2 separate regions of the Sus scrofa genome follow, and region 2 is linked to region 1. The links are chromatin contacts, called in public HiChIP or PLAC-seq maps. All regions are on one chromosome and are shown on one strand. Each heading gives the region's core, a stretch centred on a gene start, on an enhancer-like site or on the middle of the called end of the contact. The rest is flanking DNA. Distances are from core to core; before and after follow the strand shown. Region 1 has its middle 31 kb from the start of SPSB4. Region 2 overlaps SPSB4 (SPRY domain-containing SOCS box protein 4).

What was found. HiChIP or PLAC-seq counts read pairs in DNA pulled down with a chosen protein or histone mark.
Region 2: a contact with region 1 is called in an H3K27ac HiChIP or PLAC-seq map of skeletal muscle, with 6 times the contacts expected there. The contact joins two enhancer-like sites. A contact is called at or near these places in 19 of 47 Hi-C or Micro-C datasets (alveolar macrophages, brain, embryonic fibroblasts and 10 more) and 1 of 2 datasets of contacts at active chromatin or transcription factors (skeletal muscle).

Annotation. Positions count from the first base shown.
Region 1 is chr13:81,815,315-81,822,206 of Sscrofa11.1, forward strand. No RefSeq gene overlaps it. Among named protein-coding and RNA genes, the nearest start is that of SPSB4, 31 kb to the right of the region's middle. Within about 2 kb of position 3,102, at least 1 of the 83 cell types and tissues checked has an H3K27ac peak or open chromatin away from gene starts, as enhancers often do. A contact at or near this core is called in skeletal muscle, where this site is marked.
Region 2 is chr13:81,889,672-81,896,563 of Sscrofa11.1, forward strand. All of the region lies in intron 4 of SPSB4 (SPRY domain-containing SOCS box protein 4), which reads left to right. Among named protein-coding and RNA genes, the nearest start is that of SPSB4, 43 kb to the left of the region's middle. Within about 2 kb of position 2,855, at least 30 of the 83 cell types and tissues checked have an H3K27ac peak or open chromatin away from gene starts, as enhancers often do. A contact at or near this core is called in skeletal muscle, where this site is marked.

The sequences.
Region 1 (6,892 bases), core at 1,852-4,351:
GGCGACTCTGCTCTCAATGTGGGACCACAGAGGTGATGTTTGCAGCTGCTCAGTGCCAGCAGTCTTCAGCAAGCAGAGTAAAACACACTAGGGGGCGCTTGGGAAGTGCTCTTAGCATCTAGGCTGACTGGTGGGGGAGTCCTGGTGGGTGTGGCAGGGATGCATTGTCCCCTGCAATGTGTGGGACAGTCCTATACCACAAAGCTGTCCTGCATCCCACACTAATTCTCACTGTGCTACCAGGAACTCATGTAGATGAAAAACCTGTTCCTAATAAGCTCATCCTGGAACTTTGTTTTGTATATAAACCCAAAGAATTTTTGTGTGGTTTTAATATTGTGTTTTCTAAAAATGTATCTGACTGTAAATCAAGGTAAGACGATGCTTCGCTTCATTATAATTGAAAATTTACTAAGGGTTGTTTGCCATTTCAGAATTGAAACCACTCCGGTATTTGAGTCACTATCGAAACACCCCTCTTAGCCTGCATTGGAAGCAGCCACACACTGGGTGATTTTATGTGTAAATATTGGAATCTAACTACTTCATTGTATCTGCTTGTACAACCCCACCCAAGCATTTATATATTGAAATACATATTTATACACATTACTTTCTTTTTATTTCTCCTAATATAACATTGGGGCATGATATTGATTTGGATATGTTACATATGATTGATTTTTATTTCAAGATGATAAAGGAGACTTTGCAAAATATCTGTCATGTAAAAGGAAAGTTTTCTTGGGAAGGCTGATAGGGCTCTGAAGCTGAGCGTCACTAAAGATCCAGAATTCTGCGCTGCTTCTGCATCTGGTATTGTTGTTTATCTATTTGGATTAGGCTCTTCTGCTCTGAACAAAATACCCCCAGTGAATGGCTTAAACAAGATAGGGTTCTGTTTCTTTCTCTCATAAATGAAGCTCAAAGATAGGTGTCAAAGAAAAAAATGATTCATGACACTTGTTCAAGATGGTAAGGAAGACTCTATTCAAGGAGGGCCCCTGGAGTGGGGTTTGGTAGCAGAGGAGAAAGATCAGGCTCAACTCAGTACAACAAGGACAAGGAGGGGTTTATAGCCAAGGAGCAGGGTTGCAGGTAAATGGATGGGAAATTACTAAAAGCAAACATTGGGGGTAAAGGTGGATTTTGGATAAAATGGCTTAATGGGATTCCTGCTGAAGGCAGGCCAGTGCAATCAAACATCACATGGAGGTGGTGGTGGATGAGGAAGCTGATCTGATACCAAGGGTAATTAGATATTGAAGGGGGAGTTCTGGCTAAATTAATTTAGCAGGACTCTTGCTAAAACTGGACAATGTAGAGATGAACATGGAAGCTCAAAAGTCAGGGTCTAGTTGAGAAGAGAGTTCAGGGGAGTCTTAGAATCTAGTGAAAGAGAGAATATTGGTCATCCGCAGTGTAGCCTGGCACAGCAACTCCTCATCATCAGAAACCCAGGCTCCTTCTATCTTTTTATTCCCTTATCCTTACTGCAAGGCTTCCATTTTCAATGCTGTTTATATGACCTAAGACGACAATGGAGCTCCAGTCATTTTGGCCACAATCTAAGTAGGAAGCTAGGAAGGAGGAGGACAATGGCTACCCTGCAGCTGTCTGTCCTCTTGTAAGGAGTTTACCCAGAAATCCCAGCTGACAACTTCTGCTTACATGTTATTGGCTGCCCCACACTGCAAGGGAAGCTGGGAAATGTAGTCTTTCAACTGTGCGCATTGCTCTCCAGAATAAAAGAAGAGTTCTGATCATAAGAAAGAAAGGGACAATGGGTACTGGAACAGCATTTAGCTTTTTTTTTTTTTTTTTTTTTTTTTTTGTCTTTTGCTATTTCTTGGGCCGCTCCTGTGGCATATGGAGGTTCCCAGGCTAGGGGTCTAATCGGAGCTGTAGCTGCCAGCCTACGCCAGAGCCACAGCAACGTAGGATCCGAGCCGTGTCTGCGACCTACACCACAGCTCTCCGCAACGCCAGATCATCAACCCACTGAGCAAGGGCAGGGATTGAACCCGCAACCTCATTGTTCCTAGTCGGATTCGTTAACCACTGCGCCACGACGGGAACTCCAGCATTTTTAATTGTTGCTGCCAGTGTTTTTGATATTGTAAAAGCACCTCCCTTTCCAGGCATAGCGAGCTTCACTACTATAAAGTCCAAGAGACCTGGGTCACATGGTTGACCATCCACTTACTATACGGTGACTTTAACCATGAGACGTAACCTCTTTGAGCCTCATTTTCCTCATTTGTACAATGGGGATAGAAATAGTTTATAGCTTCTAGGGTGGATGTGAGGTTTAAATTGTGTGTAAAGTCCTTACCAAACACATAGGAGCATCCACCTCTCCTCTCCCACAATTACATGCTTAGTGACAACACCACTGGGTCCTCCATGAGGAAGCCTGGCACTCTTTGAGATCTCAGCTTGGTGAGCAGAGGAAGCAGGTCTCCAGGAAAACCCCCGCCTCACACCTGTCAGTTCTTGGCCTGTTGCTCTGCGGGAAGGATGCGGAGACAGCTGGGCTTGGTTTTTCTGGGCTTTTCTCCATGGTCTTTTCCGGCAGGGCCAGCCAGAGGCCAAAATCTTGAAAGCGGTGAGGTTTCTTTGCAGCATCTGTCTCTCCTGGCTGCACCAGAAAAGATCTGACCAGAGATTGTGGGAACTGCTTGTCTGCTTTGCTTCCACAGGAGAAGAGCTTTTTAAATGATTGTGTTCTTTTAAGCACCATTTACCACCAAAAGGAACCAGGGCTCCTTGGAAAAATGACTGACTCCAGGGCCAGAGCAGGATGTGGACACGATAAGCCTGGAACGTCTTGTACCAGAAAACAAGGAAGCTCTCAGGACTATGGAAAGGATGTAGACTCCACCTGAGGGGGCTCTCTCTGGCCAAAGATGAGAGTTTGAGCATCAAAAAGGAAAAATGATCATAATTTGTTGAAATATCATATAAACTTTAAATCCTCTTTAAGTGACACTAATTAAAAATGTATTGTGGGGAGTCCCCTTTGTGGTGCAGTGAGTTAAAGGATCCAGTGTTGCCACAGCTGTGCTTCAGGTCATAGCTGCAGCTTGGATTCAGTCCCTGGCTGGGGAACTTCCATATGTGGTGGGTGCGGCCAAAAAAGAAAAAAACAAAAAACAGTATTGTGGGTGTTTTGTTCATTCAAGCTTGGTAGGGAATAAGTCATTATGCTGAGAAGAGGTAAATAAAAGGAAAAAAACAAGTATTTATTCTGTATTTCCTGGATGGACTATAATTTCAGAACAATCAAGTTGATGGGGAAAATTTTGTCTTTTTAAAGTATCTTGGTGCAGGAGTTCCCTTCATGGCTATTGGCTAACAAACTCAACTACGATCCATGAGGATGCAGGTTAGATCCCTGGCCTCACTCAGTGGGTTAAAGATCCTGCATTTCTGTGGCTGTGGTAGGCCGGCAGCTGTAGCTATGATTTGACCCCTAGCCTGGGAGTTCCTATATGCCAGGGATTCGGCCCTAAAATAGAAAAAAAAAAAAAATGAGTAAGAGCAAGAACATGATTGGATTAGGAAACCAGCATTTTGCAGCCCCTATTGACATATTGGATCTGAGACACAATTAATTATCAATGCTGTTAAAACTACAAAGTGAAAGGTGAGAGGGTTTATGATGGTTAATGACCCCTCTGATTTATTTTAACATCATCCAAAGTGCAGCGCCCAGATGTGATGCGCCTCCAGGTGTGATGCCATAGCATCACACCAACTATGAAGTAGCCTCACCCCCAGCCTTGACCCTGAATGGAGTCACACTTCTAGATCATCCTACAGAAAATACCAAGAATGGAAGAATGTATGAAGAAGCTCTGGGAGGGTATGCTCTGTCAAGGCCAGAATGTTGGAAATTCTACAGGATAAGTGACTCCATTTCTCCAATAAATAAATGATGTGGGGGTAAAGAATGAAAGAGTCGGAGTTCCCGTCGTGGCGCAGTGGTTAACGAATCCAACTAGGAACCATGAGGTGGCGGGTTCGGTCCCTGCCCTTGCTCAGTGGGTTAACGATCCAGCGTTGCCGTGAGCTGTGGTGTAGGTTGCAGATGCGGCTTGGATCCCACGTTGCTGTGGCTCTGGCGCAGGCCAGTGGCAACAGCTCCGATTCGACCCCTGGAATCTCCATATGCCTGGGAACCTCCATATGCCATGGGAGTGGCCCAAGAAATAGCAACAACAACAACAACAACAACAAAAAAGACAAAAAAAAAAAAAAAAGAATGAAAGAGTCTATTATCATAGATTAAAATAAAATTAAAATATATTAAGACACATAAGCCATATGCAAAAGGAACACAACCAGATTCTGATTTGGACAAAGCAACTATAAAAAGACATTTTAATACATCTGGGAAAACATGAACATGGATTGGGTAATAGATGACTTTAAGAAATTATAGGAGTTCCCTTGTGGCATAGTGGGTTAAGGATCCGATGTCACTGCAGCAGCGGTTGCTGCTGTGGAACGGGTTTGATCCCTGACCCAGGAACTTCCACAGGCCTCAGGTGTAGCAAAAAAATTAAAAGAGATTACCATAATTTTGTTGGGCGTGCTAATGGTATTATCATTGTTTTGTTTTGTTTTGGCCATGCCTGAGGCATGCAGAAGTTCCCAGGCCAGGGATCCAACCCAACCCAAGCCATAACAGTGGCAATGCTAGATCCTTAACCTGCCACAAGAAAACTCCTATGGTCATGTTTTTATTTATTTATCTGTTTTTTGCTTTGTTTTGTTTTGTTTTGTCTTTTTAGGGCTGCACCCGTGGCATATGGAAGTTCCCAGGCTAGGGGCTGAATCAGAGCTACAGCTGCCAGCCTATACCACAACCACAGCAACACAGGATCCGAGCCACGTCTGTGACCTATACCACAGCTCATGGCAATGACGGATCCTTAACCCACTGAGTGAGGACAGGGATTGAACTCGAGTTCTCATAGATACTAGTTGGATTCATAACCACTGAGCCACAGTAGGAATTCCATCCTATGGTCATGTTTCTTTTTTTAAAGTCCTCATCTGAGGGTAAAATGATAAGATATCTAGAATGATCCCGCCCCCCCCCAAAAAAAAGTGAGGCAATAATGGATAGAATAACTGAAAGAAGAATGGCTAGAACTCAGTCAGATCCTCTATACATGTGCCTAGTCTCATGATAGGCTGCTGACAACCTATCATGACTGAGGAGTATGATTAGGTCATCTGAATTTGAGGTTAAAAAGAAGAGAAGAGGGTCTAGGGAAGCAGAGGGAAATGAGCAAGAAAAAAGCCAGTTGGCTTAATCAAAACTAGGCCTTCCTTTGCTCACATACCTGGAAAGTGCAAGCAACGCAGGCCTGGGAGGACCCAGGACTGGGTCTCACTGCTCCTGGTGCTGCTCTGTTCAGTCTCAGGAAGGCTCTTACTCACAGAATGTCCCCAGCCTCCTGAGGCCAACGACCCACCTATCATTTCTGCCCTTCCATGGCAGAGAGGACTCCTCTTTCCCAAGAAGCCAGCAGAAGCCCCAGAACTGAATCTCCTTGGCTGACTTGGGTCACTTGCGCAACCCTGAGCCCATTGCTGTGTCCTAGGAACTGAATATGGTGAGGGGCCCCGCTGGGTCGGAGGCAGCCTGGGAGCCAGGCAGAGCAACTTGAGTCACAGTTGGCTGTAAGTGGCGCGAGGATTGCTGCTGGCAGAGAAGACCCCGTATCCCTTCATCCCATCACCATCCCCAGCTCCCCCTACTCCTCAGCTGTAAAGTGGTAGTGATGCTGCCTACTTGAAGAGTCAATGGTATCTGCCAAATCCTGGCACTCAGTCATATGATAAGTGTAACTGTTCTCACCTCCACTCTCTCCAATTGTTCCTCTTCTGTTCCTTTCCATGGAGACAGAGCTTGTGCTACAGGTAGCCCTTAAGTCAGCCTGTGTGTGCTGCGTGACAGCTGCTTCATGTCACCACCCTTCCTGCTCTGTGGTACCCGGGAGCCCTGGAAATGGAAAAAACCCCAGGAGGAGAGCTACAGAGCAACTGGTTGGGCCACCTCCAGAAATTTGCAAAGTGTGTTCCATGGAGCTGGCCATGGTTCAGATTGGTTGTGCTTCAGCATGAGTGTGTGTGGTCAAAACTCTTTCTTTTTTTTTTTTTTTCCTGTCTTTTTGCCTTTTCTGGGGCCGCTTCTGCAGCATATGGAGGTTCCTAGGCTAGGGGTTTAATTGGAGCTGTAGCTGCCAGCCTACACCAGAGCCACAGCAACGCAGGATCCGAGCCGCGTCTGCAACCCACACCACAGCTCACGGCAACGCTGGATCGTTAACCCACTGAGCAAGGCCAGGGATCGAACCCAAAACCTCATGCTTCCTAGTCAGATTCATTAACCACTGCGCCACGACAGGAACTCCTCAAAACTCTTTTTGAAAAAATGATTTTAAACACCTGGAAACACACCATTTGGAGTTCCTGGTGGCCTAATGGTGAAGGATATAGCTTTGTCACTGCTGTGGCTTGTGTTCAATCCTGGCCCAGGAATTTCTGCAGGCCAAAGGTGCAGCCAAAAAACACCAAACAACACAATTTACTGTGATATGAGTATCCCTAGTCAAGACATTTGGTGGCTTGATTCATTTGTCCCCACTGAGAATTCTGATATTTCCTAGGTTTTTGATAACACATTTTGAGGACTTTTTAGTGTTTTGTCTGAGGTTAGAATTGCTGCAACAAGCCAAGAGCTCAGTATTGACCATAGAGAAAGAACTCAGTAAAGCAAGTCAAGAATATAGATTTTAAAAACAGACTGCTTGGTTTAAATCCTGATGTGTGACCTTGGACAAACATTTCTTAGACCCAGTTTCCTCGTCTGTTA
Region 2 (6,892 bases), core at 1,605-4,104, 74 kb after region 1:
AAGTGCGAGGGGTAATCCTTGATTCTCGGCATCACTCATGGACTAGAAATAACATAGGCAAAGTGAGCGGCACCCAACAAGAATTGATGAATAGTAGATGATATCATTATTATCAAACAAAAGGAAGACTTCCAGGGTGAAATCAATCTACATTCAGCCAAGCCCTGTTCCCTCACTAACCATATATTCCGTTCTTGACCATCAACAGACGGTCAGTCACGGAGGGTTGATTAGGACCTATGGCATTGAAGGCCTTCATCATTAATACAGTTAGCACCTCTGTGTGTCCCTGTGCTCCAGGAGGCTTCAGGCTGGGACACACAGCTAAACTCCCCTGGAGAAGCTCAGGAGATCTGGGCCTTGCTCAGGTAGCTCCTGGCTTTGCTGTGCACTGCCCACGAATTGGTCCCCTGGAGGAATGGCTGGTATGGGGCCCTGTCTCCTGCCATGGGGTTCAAAGCATCTCCAAGAGCTTCCGAAACTTGCTAACTACTCCAAGTGAGCGTCCAGCCCTCAGCTCCTTGGAACAAGAAGAGCACAGAGAAAAACAGGCTGGGTAAGGAGCCTGGCACTGACCCAAAGCAGGGAGAGAGAGCAGGCCCTGCCCCCTCCACTGGAAGGAAGCCCCTCCTGTGTGCCAGTGTACCCTTGTTATCTGATTGACTCCATCCCTGCTCCACTGCAGGGAGGGGCTGCTCTTGCTGTTTTAAGAGGCCCAGAGAAGTAAAGCAACTTGCCCAAGATCACACAGCTATTTCCAGGACAGTCTGATGCTTGGGCTTGGGCTCTTTCTCCTCTGCCTCCCTCCCTCGGCCCTGCTCAGAGGGGGTTGTAGGCCGCACTGTGGCTCTGTGCAGGTGGGCGGTGGTGGGTCTGAGCCTGGCCTGCCTAGAGATGAAAGGTGCCAGGATCTCCACTTAGGGAGGGAAGAGGAGGTGAGAAGTAGAACAACCTCAGTGTTGTGGGAACATTTGCAGAGGTCATGTGGGGAGATGAAGCTGTTCCTTTTCATAATCGAGTCTGTAGGGAGAAATCAGGGCTTCTTGGAACTTAAACCTAAAAGTGCCAGTTGGTCATAATAACAACAACAATAGTAAAATATGTAGTAATGCCATATATTGTGGTAAGCACTTTTTATATTGTAAAATATTCCCAGCAAATCTGCCAAGCAGATGTTACTTCCTTTCCTACTTTGTAGATGAGGCAAATGGGGCTCAGAGAGGTCACTTAACTTGCCCAAGGTCACCCAGCTAATAAGTAGCAGAGCCAGGATCCAAACCAGAGTCTGCCTCATTCCAAAAACATGCTTATTCTGCTATGCTGAGGTGTAATTTAGTTCGTCAGAAAGTTTGTTCTTAGGTGGCAAAGAGGAGGCCCAGAGAAGTTAAGCTGGGCTCGAGGCCACAGTGGATTAGTCACAGCTGGGGAAACTTCCGGATCTCCAGAGCCACCTTGCCACCCTGCAGTGCTGGAGAAGAGCTGTATGCCAGCTGCCAGACCTGGCTGTGCCCTCCCCTCCACCTCCTCCCACACACATTTATCACACATGTATACATTTTTATGAGCAGCTCAACCTCTGCAAGAGGCTCAGACCAGAAGCCAAGCATCCTCCTTACCAGCTGGGTTTAAAGACCCCTGAGCTGTCCAGAGCCTGAGCCACACCTTGCTGAACTCTGGCCAAACAGCCCCCTCCCCCCATATCACATAAATCTTCTGTGTGACCTTGGGCAAGTAATTGCCATGTACTGGGCCTCAGTTTTCTCTTCTGGGAAGTGGGGACTCACGGCACCTTCCTCCTGGGATGTCAGGGGGCTTCCTTGTGGTGGCGTCTATCAAAAAGGAAGCCAGGTATCCAGCATGCTGCTTAGCATTTAACAAATGCTGCCCGGCCTGGCCTGGTTCCCTTTAGTTACTGGTAGCTGAGTGTGTTCACACTGTTTCTAGAACAGTATTTGCAGGGGGGCAGTTGGAGTCCAGTAGTCACCCTCTGCACCTGACACAGCTTGTGTCCATGTTCCTCGTCCTCCTCTGGCTCCCACCGGCAGCCCCTCTTCTCCCGCCTGGCCTATCCATGCTGACTGGGCACTGTCTACCCCTCCTTCCACTGCGCTGCTGCACAGAGTGGGTGCTTGGGAACTTGGTGAATCGTGGAATTCGTGCTCCAGCCCTGTGCAGGTCTGTGCTGGCCACAGTTGCCTTGGGAGCTGGCTTGTGCCACCCACTGCCCTGGAGCAGCCCGCAGGCACCGTGTGGAGGTAGGGTGGGGACACCCCTATTCCCTCGCTCCTCGGGTGGGGGTCACGCTGGGGTTACATCTCTGGTGCTCACTGCAGTAGCTGGAGTAGTAACACACCCTTTCTAGTGTCACCTCTGCCCTCTTGCTTGTGACTCTCTCATCCCTGACCCTACACTTTTTCTCTGCAGCTGCACTTTCCCTCTCAGAGAAAATGAGGGATTTAGCAGTGGTCTCATGGGCCACCAGGGAAGTATTTTGTGAGAAAGTGTATTGAATAAAGTCTTGACTATCTAGCTATATATTCTGCTACCCAATCCAACAGGGTGTGACTAGCCTGTTCCACTTGAAGAATGCTCACGGCCCCTCCCTTGGGCCTGGCTAGAGACAGCAGTGGGGAAGGGAGGCCCTGGCAGGTGGGGCCCTAGCACAGAACTGATGCTAGGTGTGAGGGCAATGCCGCAGCCCCCTGCAGCCCCCCAGGAGAGGCCGGCTCTGCGGCCGAGACTGCGGAGGGCATGTTCAGGAAGGGATTTCCGGGCTACTCTGAGGCGGAAAATTTGAGACTGTAAGCTCCTCAACAGCTGTGTCCTCTGTATTGTTTGGGCCGCTGCCTGGAGCGCCATGGCTACGGGATGAATACAAATGCATAATGGAAGAGGCTGTCCTGGGGCTCAGAACAGACTTATTCATTCCTTGCTCCCCCACCTGCTCCCTTCCCAGCTCCCCTGAGACTTTGCTGGGACTTGATGTTGTCAAAACTCATATAAATCCTAATGTCATCTGGCTCTGTTGACTGCAGGGCCCCAGACGTCAGGAGAAAGGAGGGAATTTTCACTTTTCTCTGGGAGGGGAATGGAGGGGGAGGGCCCATGCCTACCGGAGCTTCCTAGGAAGCAGCTGGGACCTGGAATGCTGGGATGGCTCAGGACGCTTGGTGCCCTTTGTCCCTGGAACATTTTAGGTAATCTGCCTCAGTGCCTTCTGCCTAGGCTGGGCTGGGGGGTAACCAGGGTGGAGCTGGCACCATGGGTAGGACTCTCCCAAGATGAGAAGGGACGTGGCATTGTTAGAGATCTTGGGTTTAAACTGGTGGGCAGCCAGGAGACCCTTGCAGGCAAGTCTGGGCTGCATCTGTGCCTAGATTTGGGAAGCTATAAGACGAGCATAGAGTGGAAAGAAAAAAGGCTCAAAATAAGAAAATTGGAGGTGTCTTCTGCCTTAGCCAGAAGCTTCTTATGTGCTTTCCTCTGAAAAAAGGAAACCTGGGAAGTGATGACCACCTAGGGCCAGAGATGGGAACAGCTGAATAGGTTAATAAGGCAACAAGTGAGTTTGGTGACGAAAGATGGTATGCATAGTCAGGGCCTCTCCAACACAAGTTATAGTGGGATCATCTCCTTTCATTTGGACCTCATACTTCTTTTGATGTGGTCTCTGTTAGTCTTAGCTAACTGAGCAGGCATCTCTCATTGTCCAGTCTCAGGGAGCTTGGGACTCTCTTTTGCAGAATGTTATGTCGCAGAATAATATTGTCACAGAATAATATGTCCTTCCAGCTGGGTTTATTTCCAAGGCCAAGAAGCAGGACTTCATAGGAATCCCTGATGGGTTCCATCTTATTGAACTATGCCAAGTTTCCTAGATTATGGAGGTCATTGGGTTTCTAATTCCATACTCTCTGTTATCTGTCTTTTCCAGATTATGTGTGTGGTGACACCATAACAAACATGTTATAATGTACAACATCCAACATTAAATATAATGAAGCTGTAACTGTCAGTTGAGTTGTCCTGTGTTGCACTTGACTTTTGACACGATCTCCTTTGGGGGGGGGTAGATTTAACTAAACATGTATTCATTTTAATTTTGAAGATTTCTTTCAGTAGCTTTTGAAACAACAAATTCATCCCAGGTTTGAAACATTTTTTCTTTTTCTTTTTTGCCTTTTCTAGGGCCGCTCCCTCGGTGTGTGGAGGTTCCCAGGCTAGGGGTCTAATCTGAGCTGTAGCTGCTGGCCTACGCCACAGCAACAGCAACGCCAGATCCCAGCCACGTCTGCAACCTACATCACAGCTCACAGGAGTGCCAGATCCTCAACGCACTGAGTGAGGCCAGGGATTGAACCCGCAACCTCATAGTTCCTAGTTGGATTCGTTAACCACTGAGCCACTACGGGAACTCCTGAAACATTTTTTTTTTAAGGTCCTTGAACAGTTTGTGGTCCAGAGCCTTGTAGCTGAAGTGGCCCCTGGTTTTTTCCCCTCTCTCCTGGTCAGCTGCATCAGCTGGCTAACTTTCCTGTCTCTGGGTCCCCTGTCCTCAACCTGATATCTTTGGTATATGGCTTCCAGATTCATCATTCTGCAATTTCTTTTCTTTTTGTTCCATTCTTTCTTGAAAGTCTGTGTTGGTGGCCAGAACCAGGCCAGACCACTCAGCCTGCATGGGGGCCCTCCATCACTAACCCCAAACCCCCAGGTGACCCAGTGACCCTCTGCCCTAATGTAGGCCATTCTTCAGGTCAGGCCAGGGCCTTTGTTTGCCCCCGGGCCCTCCAGGCTGATCCATCCAACTCCACCACTGCTGCTGGCCTTACCCACCCTGAGAAAGGGAAGTGTTTCAGCAATACAAGCCTGGGCCCATGACAAAGGCTCTTAAACCAGAGAGACCATGTTTCTGAGGCTGCCTACGTTTCTCTCTGAAGACTCGTATTTCCCAAAGCCTTGATCCTTTCTCAGGAACATCTCCTAAGGCTTTCCCACTTGGACTCTCCGCTTGTCTGCCTTGAAGGAGGGAGACTGGCCTCCTTCTGTTAGATGAGGAGGGAGGGGCCAGGGACCTGCTGCAGCTGTATTAGGGATTAAGGACCAGATGGGGTGCTTGGGTGTGGCTCATGCCACAGGACACGAGGCTAGGGGGCCTCCAATTGGTTGGCAAAGTGATATTCAATATTACCAATATTATTATTTTAAAATAATTTTAAAATAAAAATAAGAATACATAATTGATAGTTAATAGTGACTTTTCAGTGAAGATCTACTGCCCTTGAGACCCTTTTCTGAGCACTTTACATACTTTACCCCACTGCGTTCTCACAGGAAACAAACACAGACTCAGAGCAGATGCCACAGGCGTCCAAGGCCACACAGGCTTGCCCCGGTCTGTCTGGCTCTCCAACCCATGCCCTTCCTTCTCCACCAGACCACCTTCTTACAAGCAGCAGCTTTTTGCCGATTCTTGGAGAACTGCAGCATTCCATCGATCCATCTGTCTAGACCTTCACCAGGACCACCTGGTTTTAATTACCGTGACGCTGTGATTAAAAATCTTTAATAGCCAGTAGGACTGCTCCTGCCTCATTACTCTTTATTTTAGTATTTTTTCTGTCTCTTCTTTTGTGTTTACTTTTCCAGATAAACCTCAGTTAATCATTTTGGTAAGGTTCCCCCAAATCCTGTAGGTATTTTAATTGAGATCATACTGCATTTATAGATTATTTTAGGGGATAATTGGTGTTTTTGAGTTATTGAGTACTCCACTGCAAGCATAAAATATGTCTTTCCATTTACTTAGGTTTTCTGTTATGTCCTTTAGTATGATTTAAATTTTTACTCTTAGAAGTCTTACACATATCTTGTTGTGTTTACCCGTAGTTCATCTTTTTGCTCTTATTATGGAAAGAATCCTATCTTCCATTCTATTTCCCGGCTTGTTATATGTCTAGTGGGAAGCCATTGATTTTTGATTACCAGTGATTTTCTGCCTCACTGAATTCTTATTTCTCTAGTAGTTTCTCTTTTGATTCTGTTGGGTATTCTAGGCATACAAGCATATTGTCGGTAGCTAATGACAGTTTTGCTTTCTTTCTCGTATATAATTATTCGGCCAGTACTTCTAGACCAGTGCTAAGTAGCAGTAGTGGCAGTGAGATGATACAATTAATTGTTAATGACTAAATAATATATTACCACCATTTGGTTATATCATTATCTAATTAACCATCCTCACTTTTGTACATTTAGGGTGTATCCAATTTTTCCCTTTTATAAATAACATTTCAGCGAATCCTTTGCTCATACTTGCTATCTTTTTTTTTTTTTTTTTTTTTTTTTTTTGTCTTTTTTTATTGTTGTTGTTTTGCTATTTCTTGGCACTCCCGTGGCATATGGAGGTTCCAGCTAGGGTTGAATCGGAGCTGTAGCCACCGCCTACGCAGAGCCACAGCAACGCCAGATCCGAGCCGCGTCTGCAACCTACACACAGCTCACGGCAACGCCAGATCGTTAACCCACTGAGCAAGGGCAGGGACCGAACCCGCAACCTCATGGTTCCTAGTCGGATTCGTTAACCACTGCGCCACGACGGGAACTCCGTCTTTTTTTATTTATATCAGCATGGTAGATTGCTAGGACTAAAAATCATGCCTCAAGGAATATGAACTGTTTTTGAGATTGCTGATGGTGAATGCCAATTGATTTTCTAGACAAGGATTTCCTAATTAATTAAACTAAGGTGTATATTTTAGAGCTTCAAGCTTTTGGTTGCTGCGTTGCAGAATCTTAGGACTGGGGAACCATTTCCTTAGAGGGGATTTGTGTTAAGTGAGCTTGGTTGTTAGTCTTGTTGGGAAGCGATTTTATTGTGAACTGAGATTGA